Regions from separate parts of the Sus scrofa genome. Here region 2 is linked to region 1. The links are chromatin contacts, called in public Hi-C maps. All regions are on one chromosome and are shown on one strand. The core of a region is the stretch at or near the end of the contact, and the rest is flanking DNA. Distances in the headings are between cores, read along the strand shown.

The links. Hi-C and Micro-C count contacts between places; a contact is called where the count stands out from the background.
Region 2: a contact with region 1 is called in a Hi-C map of skeletal muscle, with 6 times the contacts expected there. The contact joins two enhancer-like sites. A contact is called at or near these places in 5 of 47 Hi-C or Micro-C datasets (fetal heart ventricle, heart right ventricle, mesenchymal stem cells and 2 more).

Annotation. Positions count from the first base shown.
Region 1 is chr5:31,941,282-31,945,561 of Sscrofa11.1, forward strand. No RefSeq gene overlaps it. Among named protein-coding and RNA genes, the nearest start is that of DYRK2, 100 kb to the right of the region's middle. Within about 2 kb of position 2,005, at least 18 of the 83 cell types and tissues checked have an H3K27ac peak or open chromatin away from gene starts, as enhancers often do. A contact at or near this core is called in skeletal muscle, where this site is marked.
Region 2 is chr5:32,283,670-32,287,949 of Sscrofa11.1, forward strand. All of the region lies in intron 2 of LOC102166619 (a long non-coding RNA gene), which reads right to left. Among named protein-coding and RNA genes, the nearest start is that of IFNG, 200 kb to the right of the region's middle. Within about 2 kb of position 1,807, at least 1 of the 83 cell types and tissues checked has an H3K27ac peak or open chromatin away from gene starts, as enhancers often do. A contact at or near this core is called in skeletal muscle, where this site is marked.

The sequences.
Region 1 (4,280 bases), core at 755-3,254:
CTTTGCCAGCATGTATTTACGAAACCCTTGGTCGTGCTTATTTGCTCGCAGGGGCAGAGCCTGACCTGCTCTGGCCTCTCCTCTCTCCTCTTTCCCACACTGCCTGTTGCATGATTCGTGTTCAGTAATTGAATGCGTCATTCATCCGTGGATCCGCAGGCTCCCCTACATGATAACTCAGGCGATGAGGCCCTGGAAGGATCACAGAGATCAGAGCCTTCAAACCCTTCTTTTCATTGCTGGGGAAACTGAGACCTGAGAGGCGAAATCTGCTGATTCGCAGGCAGAGAGGAGGGCTGGATAGACGCTTAGAGCACAGGACTCCCGCCTGCCCTAAGTGCCAGTTCCAAAACCCACGCTGCTTTCCGGGATGGTGGAGGGTGGGGAAGGAAAATCGCTCAGACGCTTTGTGCTGTGTTTTGTTTCTGTGGTGCTTTCATAATTTTGGTAAAGATATTTTTAAGCCAGAGCACGGGGCGGTTCAGTGTTCATTACCCAACTTGGCATTTTCCTCCTGTGCGCAGAGCCGCTCAGAGCCTTATCTAGCCCTGTAACCACATCCCCTGCTGGGTCTAATGCTAAATCAACACGTCAGTTAAAAGCAAACACTCACAGGTGTGCAGCCCAGGGAGCTCAGGAGGGTGTTTATTTTAACACACAGGTTGGTGAACCGGGTTTGGTGAAGTGGGGGAATAGACCTTATTAGGACATGGGCACACCCCAGGAGCCCAAGCCTGAGGCACTGGGAGGGTTGCCAAAGGCGAGCAAGGGTTGGAGCCGCCCCTTGAAAATCAAGTCCCTTATAGTGGAATCCCAAATGTGACACTACATGAATGTACTTATGACACAGACTCAACAGACACAGAAATTTAGGGTTACCAGAGGGGAAACGCGGGTGGGGAGGGATAAATTCGGAGCTTGGGTTTAACAGATACACACTACTACATATAAAAGAGATAAACAACAAGATTCAACTATAGAGCAGGAGGAACTATATTCAAATCCTGTAATAAACCATAATCAAAAGAAATATGTACATGCGTAACAGAATCACAATGCTGAACACCGGGAAACTAACACAATATTATAAATCAACTATAATTCAATTAAAAGAAGACGAAGATCAGGTATGCCTGTGAGATGGCTGCAGAAGTGGGTTCTACTAGTTACATGAACAGCACCCATCAGGCACTTCCTAGAGCTCTGTGGGCCCTCTGAGGAGGGGTCCAGAGAAGGGTGACTGGTGTCCACACGCTCTGCCATCCTTAGTCACAGCATCTGATGGGGACTGGGACCAGCAAAGGTCTGCTCAGGACAGGAGCTGTCATAAGATCTTATCTCAGAGGAAAAGGAGATCTCATTGTTGCTTTACTCCTGAGGCTGCCTCCCTGGGCTCCCCTGAGCCAGGTGACTAGGGGATGGTGAGTAATGATAATTATCAATGAGAACCAGCCCGGACGAAGCACTTACTGCATGCTAGGCTGCCCTAAGCGCTTCCTAGGAGCTACGGGACTTAAGCCTTGCCTCCACCCTATTAGACAGAAAGGCTTATCAGTGTCCTCTCCTCTTTACAAGTAAGGAAATGAAAGTATCCAGGGATATATTAAAATCACTCAAGGTTATGGAGCTAGCAGGTTTGTGGTGGAGCCATAGTTCAACTTTAGGTCATTGGTTTCAGAGTGTGTGTTCTCAGACCTTTGAGATATTGACTCAGCTTTGGGCTGTTGATCTGATGGTTCTCAAACTTGGCTGGACATTAGAATTTCCAATATCAGGGCCTGCCTCCAAATATCCTAATTTATATGCTTTGGGGTTGCCTGGGTATTAAAAAAAAAAATACACACGCATTTGTGTGTGTGTTGTAATCCGATTAGCTTTAGGCATTTAAAGAGTGCAGCTGGCTTGGGTAGGAATTCCCACCACGCTCTCCGAGGTAAGTATTAAGGAGGGCTGGGCAGACAGCACTGGAAGCCCAGCCAAGGAAGGTCTGGTACTGGTGTGACGCAATGACTAAGTCTCGGGAAGAGGGCCAGAAGGAAGGCAGAGGTGGCCCAAAGGGGTGCTAGAGAGACAAGAAAGCCGTTTGAGGCTGATTTCCCCATTTGCCAGGGGTGGGCCATGGAGAGGAGCCAATGGAGACGAATGAGGGGGAGCTGGTGACCACCTTCACCGCTGCACAGACGGTTCTTGGAACTCACCAGTACTACGGAGAATTCCAGTTCCCAGAAAGGTGTTTTAAGAGAGAGTCGTGCCCTGTAAATCACATCTGTTGAAGCTACCAGGGGGTATTTAGGGATCTGAAGCACAATTTGCAGGAATCTATTGAAAACAGGGGGCTTGGGCTGGAGTCAGCCTACATTCCTTGCAAGTAATGTTCTCGCCCTGGAGGGGCTGCTCCCCGTGGAGACACAGGCTTTAAAATGATGAAATTTCTGTTGCTTAAGGACAAATTGAAACATTTTAAGATAGAAAAAAAGGCAGTCATAATTTTATCACCGAAATGTAACGATTATTATTTCAAATGTTCCTTTATGTTGTTGTTTTTCCTGGGCATCATTTTTTCAACACAATGTTGATCATAACAATATTATAGCCTGCTCTTTCACTTAACACAGTGTTTATTCCTTGCATCAATTTATTTCCTTCCTAATAATTATACTAGCAGTGGCCAGTTATTACTGGGTTTCTGAAAACTGAATAATCTGTGAACTCATTCTATGGAGAATAAACATTTGCCTGAACATCCACTGCAACTAGGAATTGTTTCTTAGGTTTACTTATTTAAATATATAAAGCCTAAAACCAGGGATAAACTTCTTTACCACTTGCAAACAACCATGAAGTCTAAACGATTTTATGTGTTAGAAACAAAACTCCAAAATAAATAAATTTCAAGACAATAATATTAATAAACATGACAAGCACTGTTTTGTGAGTTGATTGTTGTTCACGATGGAAGCACGAGGCCCTCTTGGTGCTATAGGACCAGGGCTGTGGGACCGCTTAGTCCTCCACCAGTTTTCTCTGTTCTGAACCCTTTGAATATTCATGCACACAACCCACAGGCATCATGGGCCTTCATCTGCAATGGATGCTTCCTTTATATAACTCTAATTTTCTTCTATCCTCTCTAGCTCTTGACAATTCAAGTAATACCACCTGTTGCCGTGTGATTGTACACGTAGATTCCAAGTTGGGGTCTAAAATAAATCCAAATGGGTCTTTGGCATCCTACATATGGCTATATTGACTTCCAATTACAATTGACAGGTAAACACAAATGTAAAATTGTTTCATAGGGAATTCCACATCCAGAGGATTCATCATCAGACCTAGCATGTTGACAAACAGTGTTTATTGATTTCCTCTCTTATGCCAAGTGGCTTATCTAAAACCACTCACTCACCCTAACAACATTTAATTCCCATTTCACAGATGAGGTCATTGAGGTTTTTAAGGGTTATGAAAATTGAAGCACATGAAGCTGTCACGTAGAGGAGCTATTAATCTTTTTTTTTTTTTTTGGCCATGCCTACAGCATGAGAAAGTTCCTGGGTCAGGAATCGAACCTGTGCCATATCAGTGACAACCACAGATCCTTGACCTCTAGGGCCCTGTCAGAAAACTCTGGAGGAGCTTAATTCTAACCTCCATCTCTGTCATTCACAATCCATTCCCTGGACCATGATCTCACATGACCTCCCACAATCTTTTATAAAATATTCTTTTCACCTCTGGGGTTTAGCATGTTTATACCACCAGGGACTAGGGCTAGAGAGAAATGATTGTTTCTTTTAGAGAAAATGTAGCATGTGTCATTTGTGGTATATTTATTTAGCTCTAAAACCAACCTGACAACGATGGACACTTTAAGATATCTCAGTAGACTTGGCAGTAGCTTTGGTGGTTGGCAGTAGCCTGCCAGCTATTAAATGGTTCTGAATATATGAAAACTTGTAATTTCCTTCTCGAAAGGGCTTTGCCAAAGAGACTAAGCCACGTGGCACAATCCTTGAACACACATTGGCATATGTGGGAGCTCTGTTTATGCAAATGGATTCTTGGAACCCATCAGGCTAGCTTGGTATTTCATCTTTTGGCCCAATATTATACACTGGCAGAGATAACACTACCCCTGCCATGCACCAAAGTTCAGAATAATAAATCAGCCACACTGTAATTATATTGGGAGAGCCAGCTTTCTTCTCTCAGTGAGCAGATTGATGTATCTGTTTAGACTGGATGTCTTGGGGCTCTCTGGGAACCTGGGCTGCCGTCCC
Region 2 (4,280 bases), core at 557-3,056, 340 kb after region 1:
ATATACAGAGATTTAATACCAAACCTTAAGCCTCCTTACCAGAAAAAGGTAAGACTGTTTTATTTCCCTCAGAACAGAATCTGATCTGTGTGCTCTCTTTTCCCATGGAATTATGTTGAATAAAGACTTGCTTGACCCAATGACATTATGCAGTTGAAGTATTCTGTCACTATCAACATTAGTGACAACAACAACATTTATTAAAATCAATGTATAAAAACACTATAAAATGGTTCAAAACCAAGATGGATTAGTAGACTCATGCAAGGAATAACAGATAAATAGACATGTGACAGTGGAAGTGGTGTACACTCTTCAGGGTAGAATCGAGGTGATGGGTCCTCGGATGTTTACTTCAAAATCCTTTCAACTATGCTGTATGTTTTAAAGTTTTCCTAGTGACATACTGGGGAAAAGAGTCAGTGGGAAGCAAAACAAAATAATTCTCTGATTAAAAAAATATTATTAAGGCATGGGATTTTTCCAAAATTGTTTTACCAGATACTTATTTTCTACAACTTAAATAAAAATCAAAGACAGTTTCAAGAGGCCTTTCCTAATATTGACAATGAATAAACTCAACACGGGATGACTTTCAATGAAAAAAAATCTGAATTATATATTTACCTGAATTATCTTTGTATGTATACACATGTGTACATATGCCCGTATATGTATGTATGTTTGTACGTATGTATGTATACATATGTTTGCACATATGTATTAGAAGATGTGGAGAATGAAGAAATGTTAAAGAATAAGAGAAAGGAACCATGAAAAACTGCAAAAACTTGAAAGAGATCTGAAAGATGAGGTTTGATCATTTTAGATTAGAAAAGCAACCCCCTCCCCCCCCAAAAAAAATTCTAAAATATGTCAGAGGTGGCCCTGGATGAACTGTTTGGTAACTGTAACATGCAAGATGAATATGAATATGCATTTTCCATGTTTCTGCCAGGGTCAGCAGGATTTAATATTGACTCGTTCTCCCTGGCTGTGAGTCAGATTCCCTGGTGAGACACTGAAGAATTCACTCCTCTAAAGCTCTGATTCAGTACATCGGGGATGAGGTTTGGGCATCTGTATTTTTAATGCCTAAGGAGATTCCCAGGCACAGCTGGTTTTGAGCACTATTCCCTTGCCCCTGAAGCTGCAGACAGCAAATTATTTCTTAGTCATGAGAGCAGCGGACCTATAAATTTCTCTTTAAATTATTAGTCCTTGCTGTTCTTTCCTCCCATTTCGTGCAGCTCTGTTCTGTTAGGTGAAAGGATGTTATTTTCTCCAGGGCCCCAGTACACCGTCATTTCACACTTGAAGAGAATACTTTTATAAAATCTAAATGTGGTCTTTTATTTTATTTTTTTTTTAAGACTTGAGGGAGAGAAGAGGAAGGTGGTCAAACAGGGTTTCCGAAGAGGACATAAACATGTAGGGAGAGGGGAAGAGAAGATGGTATTGGTTCACAAGCCCTGGGGAAACACTTTTCTCTTTCGTCATGTTGAAGAACTCTTTAGAGATCTGAGGTAGCATATTATCAGCCAGTGGGCTTCAGAAGAGAGGAGGGTGTGCCTGCAAGAGGCCCGGTTTATGCCTATGGTGCCAGTATAATTGTTAACGACGTCCCTTTTCATTCTTAAAAATACCCTGACTTTAGATTTTAAGATCACCCTCCAAGGTTAAATAAGTAAGAGTGTTGTGGGGATCAGATTATAACTGTAGACTTGGCAAGGTTCTTAACCTCTGAGCCTTTGCACCTTCATTTGTACACTGAGAATGCTATCTTCAAGATTGCCAAGTGGGTTAAACCAAGGTGAAATGCCTGGCTCTGTCTGGCACTGTGTAGGGGCTCAAAAAAGCAGCAGTGCTTTATACTATGGCTTGGAATCCAGCCTGCCTGAAGTCGAATCTAGACTCCGTCACCTCTGAGCAATGTGCCTTGGAATGATTTTGTTGCCCTCTCAATTCCTTACTTTTTTATCTATAAAACGGATGTAAAGAGAGTCCTAGCCTAGCCAAGGGTATTGTAAGGATTAAATGAATTAGAATATACACAGTGCTTTGAACAATCCCTGGCACACAGTGGATTCTCAATAAATGTAATATATTATTATTATTAATCTAAAGAAATTTAGGTTTTTTAATCTAATCTTGTGGATAAAATGACACCTCAATTTGAAGGTGTCTTTTTGCAGTACGAAAATATTTAGGGTAAAATTATGACTCATAAATTGCTGTCTTCCATTTTGACCTTGGCCATTCTACTATTTTGTATTCATGAACTAGAGCTGTTTTTGTTCCTTTTAAAATTTTGTTTGTGGGTACTTTTGTTTGTTCTCTTACATGAGCACTCAGAACCTCTTTCAGTTTGTTCTCTTACTGTAGTTACTATCTTGATTCCCATTCTAGTAATGTGGGACCCCACGGGGTTCCATCTGGGCGTGACTTTGCTACCCCTGCCTTAGTGACATAATGGGTTGGGGAAGGAATAAAAGACCACATGTTAAACTGGAGACTGTGCCCAGAAGCTAACCTCAGTTGACTGCAAAGCATCCATTTCAACCAAAGTTTTTAGACCAATTGAACTAGGAGGAAACAGCATCTAAGTATAGGGAGTAGGAGGCTTAGAATTTTTCATGAAAACTTCCAAATTCAAAGTTCATAACTCATAATTCTTTCTCTTTATGGACATAAAATAAGATAATAGGATAATATCCCAGAGTAATATATATTCATATAGGTATATCTTTCAATGCATGGTCAAGTGGAAAATTAATAAAATTAAACACATCAATGTTTACTGGACCAAGTAAAACATTTTGTATATTGTTTTGTTAGCTCACATTCAACTATCAGTGTAGCTACTTTTACTGGATCAAAGAAACATGCATAACTTATAACCAGTTTATTGAAAGGGACACAGACAGAAAGCAAGTTTATTTTTAAAAATAACCTCTCAACTTTTCTTCCCTACTCTTGGATGAAACCTTGGTCATTTATGTCAAATGTAACTCTCATTTTCAACACACACACACACACACACACACACACACACACACACACACACAACCCAGTCAGAGAGTACTATGAAAAATTCAAACTCTCATCTAATTTATTTATTTATTTTTTTGTCTTTTGTCTTTTTTTTAGGGCCGCACCGGTGGCATATGGAGTTTCCCAGGATAGCGGTCTAATCAGAGCTGCAGCTGCTGGCTACAGCCACAGCCACAGCCACGCCAGATCCGAGCCTCATCTGCAACCTACACCACAGCTCATGGGCAATGCCGGATCCTTAACCTACTGAGCAAGGCCAGGGACCAAACCCTCAATCTCATGGTTCCTAATCACATTCATTTCTGCTGAGCCACAATGGGAACTTCAATTTATTTCCTTATTTTAATATTTTTTCTTTTTTTCACTGCCCCATAGCATATGGAATTCCTGGGCGGGGATCAGAGCTGAGCTGCAGTTGCCAACTAAGCCACAGCTGCGGCCAACATCGGATCCTTAACCCACTATGCTGGGCTGGGGACTGAACCTGCATCCTAGCACTCCCAAGATGCCACTAATCCCATCACACCATGGTGGGAACCCCTTGTCTAATTTAAAACCTTTCCCTTTCCCTGGCTTGGATCTGCTTTATATTTAGAAACCTGTCAGAGGGGAAGTGGGGCATACACAGCATGTCAGTTGAGGTTCTGTAACAGATGATAACAGTCCTGAAATATCAGTGGTTTAACACAGTGGAAATTTAGGTTTTGCTCATAAAAAGCAGAATCCAGCTGTGGTGAGTTTGAGGCAATGTGGTATTGGTGGGAAGAGGAGGCTCTGCTATCTTAAATAATGTAGATTCCAAAATTGCCCTGGTCTTAGTTTGCATTTCCCCAGAAGTATATCTTGAAATAAAGATTTGAATAAAAGTAGTTTTATTGGGGAGGCTATCAAGTAAATCACTAAAGAGAAAGCAAATGAGATAGAGAAATAAAATCAGACAAAAATGATGATGCAAGTTATAACCGAGGGCAACTAGAACTTAATCTTGCTGAGAACCAGTAGAGAATATATACCTCAGTGCTATCCGCCAAGAAGAAGCAAACTTGGGTATTTATCCACCAACTCCAAATGACCACTGGCTTAGGACTGTTCACATATTGTGGGGGGGGGGGATGCTAATTTCTTGATATTTCCACCTGCCATATATATGGGCAAAGGAACTTCCAGCAGCTAGAGAAAGCCTTTAGGTAGAGACTCAGGTGCAGGCAGCTAGAATTTAGGTTAGT